Linked DNA regions of Mus musculus: region 2 is linked to region 1. Evidence: chromatin contacts called from public HiChIP or PLAC-seq data. All regions are on one chromosome and are shown on one strand. The core of a region is the stretch at or near the end of the contact, and the rest is flanking DNA. Distances in the headings are between cores, read along the strand shown. Region 1 holds the start of Troap (trophinin associated protein). Region 2 holds the start of Aqp6 (aquaporin 6).

Evidence for each region. HiChIP or PLAC-seq counts read pairs in DNA pulled down with a chosen protein or histone mark.
Region 2: an H3K27ac HiChIP or PLAC-seq map of large pre-B cells shows a contact between it and region 1, with 2.3 times the contacts expected there. The contact joins the promoter of Aqp6 here to the promoter of Troap in region 1. A contact is called at or near these places in 1 of 39 promoter capture datasets (stem cell-derived epiblast-like cells) and 2 of 115 datasets of contacts at active chromatin or transcription factors (bone marrow-derived macrophages and large pre-B cells).

What each region holds. Positions count from the first base shown.
Region 1 is chr15:99,071,286-99,077,895 of GRCm38.p6, forward strand. It overlaps Troap (trophinin associated protein), which reads left to right and starts at 3,688. Exons shown (of 14, transcript NM_030159.1): 1 at 3,688-3,807; 2 at 4,065-4,213; 3 at 4,323-4,512; 4 at 6,003-6,160; 5 at 6,244-6,381; 6 at 6,547-6,610. The coding sequence starts at 4,070. Gm34284 (predicted gene, 34284) reads right to left here and starts at 3,384. Exons shown (of 3, transcript NR_155351.1): 1 at 3,271-3,384.
Region 2 is chr15:99,597,954-99,604,563 of GRCm38.p6, forward strand. It overlaps Aqp6 (aquaporin 6), which reads left to right and starts at 3,247. Exons shown (of 5, transcript NM_175087.5): 1 at 3,247-3,847; 2 at 4,636-4,794; 3 at 5,016-5,096; 4 at 5,743-5,928; 5 at 6,292-6,610. The coding sequence starts at 3,455. The coding sequence ends at 6,354. Gm34765 (a long non-coding RNA gene) reads right to left here and starts at 3,589. Exons shown (of 5, transcript XR_875660.2): 1 at 3,485-3,589.

The DNA.
Region 1 (6,610 bases), core at 2,438-4,937:
GAGAGTTATAAATCAAGGCATTTTATTTTATTTTGAGACAGGGTTTTATTATTTAGCCTTGGCTGGCCTGGAATTTCTTATGTGGACAAGGCTGGCCTCAAATGCACAGGGACTTGCAGGTCTCAGCATCCAGTGTGCTAAGATTGAAGGTGTGCATCCCGACCTCCTGCCCTCAGGACATTTTAAAAATGCTTTGGTGGGGATTGGAGAGATGGCTCAGGGATTAAGAACACTTATTGTGCCAGGCAGTGGTGGAGCACACCTTTAATCTCAGCACTTGGGAGGCAGAGGCAGGCAGATTTCTGAGTTTGAGGCCAGCCTGGTCTACAGAGTGAGTTCCAGGATAGCCAGGGCCACACAGAGAAACCCTGTCTCTAAAAACAAAAAGAAAAAAGAAAAAAAAGAACACTTTTGTGTTTCCAAAGGAGCTAGGCTTGATTCCCAGAAACCACATGATGGCGCACAATTATTCAACTCCAGCTCCAGGGGATCTGATGTCATCTCCTGACCTCTATAGGCTTCAGACATTCAGACATGCATGTGGGGCACACACACACACACACACACACACACACACACACACACACATGCATGTGCACACACAGGCAAAACACACAGAAATAAAATAAAAACACACTGGAGTTAACATCAGAAAGAGCCCCTTGTGAGGGAATCTCAGCTACAGGCCTCAGATGGATGAGAGCATTTCTAGCCCTTTGATGGGTGGAAAACTGGATTTTGTTAATATAATCCATAAAGTTTCCACCTGTATAGAGGTAGGCAAAGAATGGGCGGGAACTAAAGATGGCCCAAGGTAAATTGTAGTTGGTTTCTTTTCTTTTTTAAAGATTTATTTTATGTAAATGAGTGCTCTGTATGTATGTACACCTGCATCCCAGAAGAGGGCAGCAGACACTAGGAGAGAAAGTTGTGAGCCACCATTTGGTTGCTGGGAATTGAACTCAGGACCTCTGGAAGAGCAAGCAGCCAGTGCTCTTAACCACTGAGCCATCTCTCCAGCCTCTCACTGTTTCTTAACTGTACCATTCCATCTCCTTCAGTCACTGAAGCTTTTTTATTTATTTATTATTTTTATTTTATGTACATTGGTGTTTTGCCTGTCTGTGTGAGGGAGTCAGATCTCCTGGAAGGGGAGCTACAGTTGTGAGCTGCCATATGGGTGCTGGGCATTGAACCCCGGTGCTCTAGAAGAAAAGCCAGTGCTCTTAACTGCTGAGCCATCTCTTTAGCCCCCAGTCACTGAAGATTTAACCAGTCATTGTGGACACAGCTTCTTGTCAAGAATTCTCCCTCGCAGAAGGCAGAGAGCAAGTGGGCAGAGCGGCATGCCGCAGAATGCTAGGTTTAGTGTGCAGATAACTAAGGCACAACATTTTGGAAATTTTCTCCAGAAGAAACGGATTCATGTAGACAGAACGGGTTGGGAACTCCCCTGAGGGCTCAAGGAACTATTCAGAAGAGAAGGCAGAAAAGATGTTAACAGCCAAAGGGGATGGATGGCTCTAAAAGAACATAGTCTTCCAGACACAGCAGGACTGATGCACATGTGAGCTCACAGAGACTGTGGCAGGACACACGGGGCCTGCACAGGCTCAAGCCAGACTGGGTCCCAGGCTGAGAGGCAGGGGACAGAAGCCACAAGCTTCCATCCCTAACCAAGAAGCTACCTCCAATTGACAACTGCTTGCAAAGGAAGTTAGTCTTCCCCAGTGGAATCTCACTGGATGTGCTAACCACACTTAGGGGTGGGCCCCATGCCCAGTGGTAGATAGCCAACATCAGACTAACTCAGTGGTGTGTTTGGTAGACTTCTTGTCTCATACGGCTTTGTTTGGGCATTGTTTGTCTTACTGGTCTTTTGCTTGTATATTATGGTTTCCAACTTTGTGCTTTTATGAGCTCTGGTTTATGTTTCAGGGCTGGGGAGAGGGTGGTTAAAAATGGTGGCTGCTAGCGGGGCGCGGTGGTCCACACCTTTAATCCCAGCACTCGGGAGGCAGAGGCAGGCGAATTTCTGAGTTCAAGGCTAGCCTGGTCTACAAAGTGAGTTCCAGGACAGCCAGGGCTACACAGAGAAACCCTGGCTCGGAAAAAAAAAAAAAAAAAAAAAGAATGGTGGCTGCTCTTCCAGAGGTCCTGAGTTCAATTCCCAGCAACCACATCGTGGCTCAGGACCACCTGTAACAGGATACAATGTCGTCTTCTGGTGTGCCTGAAGACAGTGACAGTGTACTCACATACTTAAAATAAATAAATCTTTTTAAAAAAAATGTTGGGGGACTGCAGAGATGGCTCAGAGGTTAAGAGCACCGACTGCTCTTCCGAAGGTCCTGAGTTCAAATCCCAGCAACCACATGGTGGCTCACAACCATCCTTAATGAGATCTGACTCCCTCTTCTGGAGTGTCTGAAGACAGCTACAGTGTACTTACATATAATAAAAATAAATTGTTTAACTAAAAGCATATATATTTAAAATAAAACGACTCAAGGGGTTGGGCAAGGAAATTATTTGGAAGACAATCGCTTTTAAAACCAAGCTGAGGGCTGGCGAGATGGCTCAGCGGTTAAGAGCACTGACTGCTCTTCCAAACGTCCTGAGTTCAAATCCCAGCAACCACATGGTGGCTCACAACCATCCGTAATGAGATCTGACGCCCTCTTCTGGTGCATCTGAAGACAGCTACAGTGTACTAATGAATAATAATAAATAAATCTTTTAAAAAAATAAAATAAAACCAAGCTGACTGTCTCTGTGTGCTCTGTTTCATCTGGCTAAACAGCTGAATAGATGCTCAAAGGTATAAAATCCGTAGGTGTGAAAAGAAGTGGCATATGGAAGGGGAGATCCGGAAGCACGCCTATGTTCCTGGCTTGCTGGTCAGCACCCTTTAAACTATGCAGGGAGTGTGCAATCCGAGCTTCCTGAAGCAGGAAGCTGCGAGTTTGAGGCCACTCTCAGGTGGGGTGGGGTGAGACATTGCCCACCCCCATCTCCATCATCTGGCAGCCTCACAGTTGCCTGCCAGTAAGGAGCAGGTGAGCCCTCTCATCCAGACCGGTGGAAGGAAACCTGAAGATGCAGAGATCTCCCCACCCAGGAGGAGCCCTTCAATTCTGATTAACAGAGCTCCAGCCACCCTGGGCCTGACCACATCCCACCAGGGTGTGAGGTCCGAGTGGACACAGGATTTCTTGGCTCCTCGTTCTCGTTGGGCTCCAACAGTTCAGGTACCTCCAGCCCTCTCACCCATTAGGCTCCTATCTCCTGCAAGAAGTGCCCATGGTTCCCAAAACCCGGCCGTGCACTACGTTCAGAGTGTGGTCAACAGTGGTCTCGATGGCCAATCTTTCCCACAATTCCGCGGTCTTCATGAGGGGCCAGCCCTCGGTTGGCTCCAGCTCTCGCGAGAGTACGGTAATGCCCGTTGCAGTCCAGACTGGCCTTCCCGGGCTTCAGAACAGCATCCTCCCTGGCTTTCCGCCCCCATCCTGCCACTCGCGCTCCGTCCTCGGATTGGCCGAGAGAGCTGGTCAGTTGTTCTCCCATCAAGAAAACGTTTCGGCGACTAGTCCTTCTCTGGCCCCGCCTTCGGAGCCTGCGGATTGGGTGGCTCCGTGTGACGTCACGACCCTCCGAGTCACCGGGTACCAGCCAATCAGGAGCTTGGCGTATTTTACAAACCGGGGAAGCAGCAGCAGCCGCAAGCAGAAGCAGAAGCAGAAACCCAAGAAATCGGCGAAAAACCCGAGGAAGTAGAGGTGACCCGGAGGGCCTCCTGGAATGGTGCGGCACGAGGATCTTAGAGGGGAGTCCTGCCGAGGTTCCTAGGGAGGAGAGCAGTTTGGAGCTCCGGGGCGAGATAGCAGACTTAGGGTTTCTGGAAGAGTTGCCAGGAGAGCGGCCTTGCTGCCGGTGCGGGCTTCTAGGCACATGGATTGGGACCAAGGGGAAAGAATCAGGGATATCAGCACCCATGCTTTGAGAAGTGATTTGCTTTGGTCCTCAGTCCTGTCTACCTTCTTCTCTCATCTCCATTATAGCCGCCATGACTACCCTCCAAACCAATAAGGATCCCCATCTCCGAGGTGTATCTCCCAACCCTAGCAAGATTCCAGTACTCTCCCAAAGATGCCAAGATTTTTCCTCAGTCAAGTCGCGCTCTCTGGACCAGGAGAACCAAGATCCGAGGGTAGGAGGGGCTGGACACAAGGAGGCACCTCGAGTCAGCAATGCACCCCCACCCCCCATCCCCACCCCACCCCCGCACTGAATCCCAGCTTTTTCCCCCTTCCCCCTAGACACCAGCACAGAAACCACCGCGCAGTACTCAACGTCAACGTCCACTCACTGACACGGCAGGCCTCAGATCGAAAACCTTGCACCAGACTGAAAAATCACCAAGCTTGAAGACCCTGCGGAACCCTCTGGAGGAACTCAAGCCTAGCTCTGGGGGATCAAATGTGGGGCTTGTGACCCATCCCCAGACAGGTACCTGTTCCAGACCTGGGGGCAGCCTACTTGGCTGAGTGAGAATGGGAGACCCAAAGTGGAGGTCTTGCATACTGCAAGAGACCTGGGTTTTGTCCAGAAACCTCTTTGCTCTGAGAAACCATCACTTTCAGCAAAATGCCATCTTTTGCCTGGCATGGTGGTTCATGCCTCTAATCCCAGCACTTTAGGAGGCAGAGGCAAGTGGTCTCTGTGAATTGGACACCTTTTACCTATTGAACTCCAGGCCTAAACAATTATATTGTATCTAAAAAAAAAAAGACATCTTCTGGGCCTTTTTAGCAACCCTGGGCAAGACAGTCACAGTCATTTGCTCATTGTTATGCTGAGTCTTTATAATCTGTCCATACTTCAGCTTTAATTCTTCCTTTTCAACAATAAATATATATATATATTAAAGATTTATTTATTTATTATATGTAAGTACACTGTAGCTGTCTTCAGACACTCCAGAAGAGGGAGTCAGATCTTGTTCCAGATGGTTGTGAGCTACCATGTGGTTGCTGGGATTTGAACTCCGGACCTTCGGAAGAGCAGTCGGGTGCTCTTAACCACTGAGCCATCTCACCAGCCCATAAATATATATTTTAAAGATCTATTTTTTTTTTTTTGAGACAGGGTTTCTCTGTGTAGCCCTTGCTGTCCTGGAACTCACTTTGTAGACCAGGCTGGCCTCGAACTCAGAAATCCGCCTGCCTCTGCCTCCCAAGTTCTGGGATTAAAGGCATGCGCCACCACGCCCGGCTTAAAGATCTATTTTTTATTTTATGTGAGTCCATGTGAGTGCAGTACCCATGGAGTTCAGAAGAGGACATTGGAATCCCTAGAGCTAAAGTTATAGCTGGCCGTGAGCTGCCATGTGGGTGCTGGAAGTAGAACCCAGGTCTCCCAGAAGAACAGCCAGTGGCTCTTAGCAACTGAGCCATCTCTCTAGCCTCTAAAAAGAGATTGGTTTTAATGATGTGTATGTGTGAGCAGGTGCCTGTGGGGGCCGGAGGCACTGGATTGTCTTAGAGCTGGAGTTCCAGGCCGGCCACCTGACGTAGATGCTAAGAACTGAACACCAGTCAGTCCTGTGCAAGAACAGTAACCGTGTGACTGCTCTTAATCCCCATGGCATCTCTCCAGCCCCCGGTGATGGGTCCTGTATGGCAAAACCGTTGTTTTATGTTATACCCCACTGTTTAGAGCAATAGCTTACATGAAATTCTTCAAACTTTGGTGAGCTTAGGTTCAACCGAATGATCTCCTCCCGTCTCTTAAGACCTTATGTAGTCCAGGCTCTGAGCTCTCTATGAGCTGGTGGCTGGCCTTGAACACCTGGTTCTCCTGCCTCAGTATCCTACATTCTGGTTTTACAGGCGTGCACCGCATAGCCTGGCTTGGATAATGTTTCTTTCGCTCACTGTTACTGGGTATGAGCAGCACCTGTCCCTCGGCCTCCCCTCATCCTGTCTCTTCCCTTGCAGAGGCCATAGGGGCTATAGAGTTTGTGGCTGACCCTGCAGCCCTGGCCACCATCTTGTCAGGTGAGGGAGTGAAGAGCTGTCCCCAGGGGTACCGGTCCAGTCTGGCTCAGAGAGTGCTAGTCCGTGAGAGAAAGGGAGGCACCACCCAGAGGGGCCAGGTAATGAGAAGGAGGTGAGACCAGGCTGGGGTGGACTAAGGGTGATTTTTGAGTCTTGCTGACAGCTTTTATTGGTGGTCCAGAGTGCAAGGTCTTCTGCATACCTGGCTCCCAGAATCCCCACCCATCAAGTGGGTCCTGCCAGGGCTTCCTGCTTCTCAAGACTGGAGGGCCCGGGACTCCGGGACCACACTTTGTCCCCACCCCGGTTAGAGGCTCTGGTGAGTACTCCTGAGGGGCTGACACTCACTGCTTCTTGGGGCAGAGCAGACTTTGGGACAATATCTCAAGATGAACTGCTGGGTTCTGTCGCGAGAGACGGGGTGGTGTTCGTGTCTGGCTCGGGGCTGTTTCTCACTCTGTTTTCCTGTCTTGCCGTGGATCAGAATCCACCTCCAGGCTCCTCTCACTCCTCCACTCGACCCAGCTTACAGGAGCTAAGAAGAGAGA
Region 2 (6,610 bases), core at 1,997-4,496, 530 kb after region 1:
GCCCCTCGGATGCCCTCATCTGCGGCTCAAGCCTGCTTTCTCTATGTAGCTCTGATTCTGCTGGGAAGGAGCACAAGGCTTCACAGGAGAACTGGACTGAAGGAGAGAGGCAGGAGAAATGCCCTCTCCTGTGTGGAGGAGACTCAAAAGCTCATTTAGAGACACTGTGAGTGTTTGGCCCTCTGTAGTAAAGAGGTCAGGGTGGAGATGGGGGGTGGGCAGGAGGAAGTAGTCTCTCCTGGCAGGTTGGACATAGACGTTCAGACTTGAACCTGAGGTAATGGGGAGCCCCTGAAGCTTTGGTGGGCAGTGGGGTCACATGACCAGTGTGGCATTTTGGAAGGATCTCTGACATAAGAGAAAGGTCACCTCTGTTTAGCACCATGGGCAGCTGGGTAGGGTATGGGCCATGGTTGAGCTGTCAGATGGGAGAAGGCTTGGCTTTCTGAGTACGATGAGGGGAACTCAGAGGGAGCAAGGAGTTTGGGAGGAGTGTGGAAGTCTGAGGGATGGGGGAAACAGGCAGAGGGATGGCTCAGGGAGAGAGACACCTGTGTCAAGCCTGACAGACAGACGACCTGGGTTCAATCCCTAGGACCCACATGGTAGAAGGAAACAACTGACTCCTGAAATGACCTCTGAAATTAGATGTGCACATACTCATAGACACACAATAAAATGAAAATGTAAATAATAGTAATAGTTTTTAAGAATGGGAAAGGGGGCTGGAGAGATGGCACAGCAGTTCAGAGCACTGACTGCTCTTCCAGAGGTCCTGAGTTCAATTCCCAGCATCCACAAGGTGGCTCACAACCATGTGAAATGGAATCTGGTGCCCTCTTCCGGTGTGTCTGAAGACAGCGACAGTGTACTCATATACATAAAAATAAATAAAATCTTTAAAAAAATAAAATAAAATAATTTTTTTTAAAAAAAGGATGGGAGTATGGTGGCGGCACAATCATTAGTCCCAGCACTCGGGAGGCAGAGGCAGGCAGATCTCTGAGTTTGAGGCCAGCCTGGTGTACAGAGTGAGTAACAGGACAGCCAGGGCTACACAGAGAAACCCTGTCTCAAAAAAAAAACAAACAAACAAACAAACAAACAAACAGAAACAAAATCAAACCAAAAAGAACAAGCAAACAAACAAAAAAGGAAGAGAAGGACCTAGGGCCAGCAGAACTGTGGGAAGATTAACGAGCAGAGCTTGGTCTCCTGAGGCCGGAGTGGGGGGGAAGCCTGGTGCGTGCCTGTCCCCAGCAGATTCAGCCTAGGGGTCAAGGGTGTATTTATTGTCCAGCATAAATGAGCCTGGAACTGACTCTAAGCTGAGGTCTCCACCAATCCTGAGCATCCAGCGTTATATCAGTAGGAGGCTGGGGGAGGCGGGAATGACACTCGCAGATGAGACGACAGAGACCTCCCGTTACAGCTGAGCCTGTGCGGCCTCCAGTCCCACCAGCTGGGCCTGGCAACACAGTCCGGGGGCAGAGAGGTGTGGATGAGAATGATAATGGGCAGCAGAGGGGAAGGGGAGGGGCAGTAGGGCACTGGCAAGAGCATGCTGTGCCCAGTAAGAAACCAAGGGTTCCTCTGAGGAGAGCAAGGGAAATCCAGGACAGACTGGGAGAGGGAGGGGTCTGACTGTGACTGCGATGGGGAGGGTACAGTAGAGCCCGTGGTCCAGAATTGGAGCTTTCCCTTGAAGATGTCAGAGGGTTTGGTCCTACGAGGGGGCAGGAGGGCAGCCGTAGAAATAGCGGAATGAGATTGAAACCAACCACACAGTCACCTGCTCTCATTACTGGGTCTCTCTCGTAGGCAGTCTCTGTGCAGGACACTATATATAGAACAAAATGTGATTCCTCCCCCTGAGGGCTGATCACCTTGTTTGGGAGACATAGTAACACCGTGGCAGGAGTGTGCTGACTTGTACATGGAAAGGCTTTAGGTATGGCGGCAACACACAGAGATGGCCTTAGGACAGAGCAGGTGGCGCTGGAAGCTGTCCTCCAGGATGGGTTAAGAGGTTCAGGCGAAGAGTACAGAAGGCTCTCCATGAAGGGGTGGGGGTGGGGGTGGAGATGGCAGGATGTTCATCCCAGGATGCCAGGGGACAAAGGAAGAAGGACGAGGGAGGCAGGAGGAATGGGGCCCCACAGGACCTTGTCATTCTGGCTTAGACCTCCAAAGAGGGTGGCAGAGACTGCAGCAGGACAGCAGCCGGCTGAGCACTGCTTTAAAAAACAAAACAAAACAAAGCATCATTCAGACCGCAGTGTGGAGGACTGAGGAGGGCAAAGTGAGGGCGGACCGGCTAAAGGCTGCACGGTGAGGAGGAGAGCCCAGCCGGGACCACTCGGGATTCAAAACTAGCAGAGTTCGATGCCTTCCTCTGGAAAGGGGTCAAAGACACTTCTTGGGTGCCACCAACTGCGCTGGAGAGAAGTGTGGGAGACAGGGAGGGTGGCATTTGGGGACAGACTCTGTTTGAGGAGCCTGCAGTTAACCAGGTGCAGCCAGGGTTAGGGCAGGATGCAGGTATTGCTTGGGCAGCTCCACAGAGGGAACACCTCTGTTTGAGAAATCTGATGCTACTGGGGAAGAGGCACGGTGACACTTTAGGATGACATAGCTATATAAGTAGATAACCCATCTGATGTAATAAATCATGGGGGTGGGGGGCTCTGAGAACAAGGTCCCGAAGGGAGGCAGAGAGGCAGGAAGTGAGGGAAAAAGCACAGGGGATCCCCCACCGGCGGACAGCAGAACTGTTCGGGCCACATGCAGCAGCTATCATGGTTTGAGCATCCGTGTGGTGAACCCCAGCTCCTTTCCACACCACCAGGACCACATCCTCAATCAAGTTGATTGCCCGTGCCTGAGACCTGGATGCCATGTTTTACGGGGGAATGGTGGAAAGAACTTAATTTCGCACCTGGGCTTATGGGGCACAGAATACACCCCACCATTTAAGAAGAAGAGACTAGGCAATTAGCACACAGGCACCCCTGCAGCAGGCCTTGGATGTGGGTTTCTCCATGATCTTGCTGGTCTCTAAGCTGACATTAGGGATCTGACTTCCACTCCCCAAGTCCCCAAGTCCCAGGCTAGACTTCTTTTGGCAGCCAGTCCCGGGAGGTTCCAGCTCAGTGCCCAGTGTTCCTCCTTACTGGCCTGGCCCCCTCCTGTCAGGTGAGCCCCGAGCTGGAACAGACACGTGAGCACTCTGAACCTCCCACCCCCAGACACGCACAATGCCATCAGCTGGCTCCCCATGAATCTGAGCAGCTTGTTTCTAAGGCCAGCAGTGTGCTGGGGGCACCTTAGCTGGCTGGGGAAGCTGCCACAGAAAGGGAGGCCAGGAGAGCTGGGGAGGGGTCAAGAGACCTGAGGGAACAGAACGAATCAGGGAGAAGAGGCAGCAGACCTGAAGGCAAGCAGGTGACAAGACATGGAGCCAGGGCTGTGTAGCAGGGCTTACCTTCTGGTTGGCGGGCTTTGGACCGCCATCAGCAAGGCGCTTTTTGCTGAGTTCCTGGCCACGGGGCTGTACGTTTTCTTTGGTGTGGGCTCTGTTCTGCCCTGGCCTGTGGCGCTTCCCTCTGTGCTCCAGATCGCCATCACCTTCAATCTGGCCACAGCCACAGCCGTGCAGATCTCCTGGAAGACCAGCGGGGCCCACGCCAACCCTGCTGTGACCCTGGCCTACCTCGTGGGATCCCATATCTCTCTGCCTCGGGCTATGGCCTATATCGCTGCGCAGCTGGCTGGGGCCACAGCTGGGGCTGCTCTTCTTTACGGGGTAACTCCAGGAGGTATTCGAGAGACCCTTGGGGTCAACGTGGTAGGTGCAAAGAGGCCCAGTCATGTGGCAGATGATAGGGCACCTGAGGGAGTCAGATGGTCACGGTGGGAGGCCAGACAGGAGGAAACAATGTAGCTATTCTGAGCTGCCCCGGGTTCCTCTCCCATTTAAGCATTCACCTAGGCCAGACAGAAATGGCAACATGGTGTGATAAACAGATGGGACACCGAGACAATACGAAGGGGAGGGAATCAGGGGCAGCTAAGAGCTGTCAGCGAGGAGCCAAGCTGGGCTTGAGAGGGAGAGGGAGAGGGAGAGGGAGAGGGAGAGGGAGAGGGAGAGGGAGAGGGAGAGGGAGAGGAGAGAGAGAGAAGGAGAGGGAGAGGGAGAGGGAGAGGGAGAGGGAGAGGGAGAGGGAGAGGGAGAGGGAGAGGGAGAGCCCTACCTAACTGGCCTTGTACTCTCTCTGTGTATCCTGCTGGTTTCTCTGTTTCCGAGGCCTGCTTCACTCCTCTCATCATCTTTGCTCCATCTGCTTCCACCTCTACCCGCAGCCCCTCCATTCTTCCCTCAAGCTTTTTCATCACTCCTTAACTTCTGAGGCACCGTTGAACCGCGGGCCTCACTCAATGGGAGAGTGGGAGACGTGTCAGGCACTTGCACGGGGAGCAGGCATCCGGATGCAATGCGAGCCGGCTGCACAGACCCCACAGACCTCCTTAGGGTCCTGCATCAGCCCTCAGCCGGGGAGAGTAGGAAGGACTAGGGAGTCTCACTGTCCTGTGCTCAGAGCCCAAGTCCACTCCAGTGCAATCCTCTCTGCTAAGGTCCACAACAGCACATCAACTGGCCAGGCGGTGGCCGTGGAGCTGGTTCTGACGCTGCAGCTGGTGCTCTGTGTCTTTGCTTCCATGGATGGCCGGCAGACCTTGGCGTCCCCAGCTGCCATGATTGGAACCTCTGTGGCACTGGGCCACCTCATTGGGGTAAGAGACAAAGGAGGACACCATGCATGTGCACATACGGGAACTCTCCCTGAAGAACCCTAAGGCCCTAAAGGCTACAGGACCATAAAAGGCCAGGAAATGTTCTCCCTAAGCCCCTCCTCTCTTGTGGCTGAAGGAATGCCCTCTAATATTCTGAGCTAGGACAGTGGGGAAACGTCCTCCTCCAGGCTGCCTCAAACCCTCATTCTTTGCCCTACCAGATCTACTTCACTGGCTGTTCCATGAACCCAGCCCGCTCCTTCGGCCCTGCCGTCATTGTTGGGAAGTTCGCAGTCCATTGGGTGAGGTCCTCCACTGGTAGCCTTGAGGGTGTGTGGTGGTGGGGTTAGGCAGAAGGAATAGAGATAGCAGGTTTTGCTATTAGGAAATCCATATAGAGTTGAATAAACCAGCTCCTGCCCTCCCAGGCTATTTAAACCACCCAGGAGTGCAGCTTTCCCTACATTCAAAAAGCCAAGGTGAGTGTCCCGGCTTGCATTGACTTTCAGCTCCAATATCCTGCAGTATCCAGGGACTCACACAAAATGGGCCAGGGCAGAAACTGCAGCCTTGGCCCAGGTTTCCTGTTCCGGCCGTTTCCTTCTTCGCCTTCTCCAGCTGGACCAAATTTCAAACTTGAATAAAGAAAAGACAAACAGAAATAGACCACACAGAAGCACAGACAGAAACAGCAATAGTCAGAGCTAAAACAGGAGAGGTGAGAGGAAGACGCAGGAGTGGGTGAGGAGACTTGAGCCCAGTTTTAGCTTTGGTCGCATCCTCCAAGGCCCCACTCCAGGGAAAGGCAAGGTCCCCTCACCCTTGGGCTCATGCCTTGTAGGCGTTTGGTGAGTCTCTGGGGCTGGAGCTGGGGACACCACTCAGTGCTAGGGAAGCAGGCAGGTTTCTGAAACTACCTTGCGCTCACAACTACGTCTCTGTCCTCAGATCTTCTGGGTAGGACCGCTCACAGGGGCTGTCCTGGCTTCGCTGATCTACAACTTTATCTTGTTCCCTGACACCAAGACTGTAGCCCAGCGATTGGCCATCCTTGTGGGCACCACAAAGGTGGAGAAAGTGGTAGACCTGGAGCCCCAGAAGAAAGAATCACAGACAAACTCTGAGGACACAGAAGTGAGCGTGTGACAGCCTCTGGCCCCTTGGGCCTCCAGGGCAGGCCTTGGGTTTGAGGTGGCCCTGGTGTGTGGGTGATCAGGAGATTTAGCCTCCTGTTCTAAAAGTAGGAACCAATCTCTGTCCATAAGCAAACAGTTGTTTCCTTTCCACGTTTCCTCTCTTGACATACATTGTGCAGGCTGACCTTCCATTCCCAATGCCTCCCAGCCCCTCCACCCCCATCCGCTTGGCCTGTGAAATAGACGGGACTTAGGGATACCACCACGACCAGCTTCTGCATTCATAGACAGAAAGAATCTGGAGGTAAATCCATCCAGTTAATTTTCCAACTTGCCTTCCCTGTTTTCTTCTTTCTTTCAGTGTTTGACTTCTCCGTGTGAGGAGGCTGTCCGGTCATTTTCATTCACGCTTGGCCTTTGCTGATCCCCTCCCTGGCTCCCCTCCCAGTACCTCCTGGCCACTTCCTGCTGGTCCTCACCTTACCCTCCCAAGGCCCTCCACTTCTGCTGTAATGTTGCTTTCATGTTTCCTGTTTTCTGTTGCCCTCTTCCCCCAGCCTCCCCAGTCTCCCCTGTCCAGTCCTCTCCCTAGTTATCCAGTCTACCCCAGTCCCCTCTCCTTAGTTCCCTCAATCTACTCCAGTCCCCTCTCCCTGGTCCCCCCAGACTACCCCAGTACC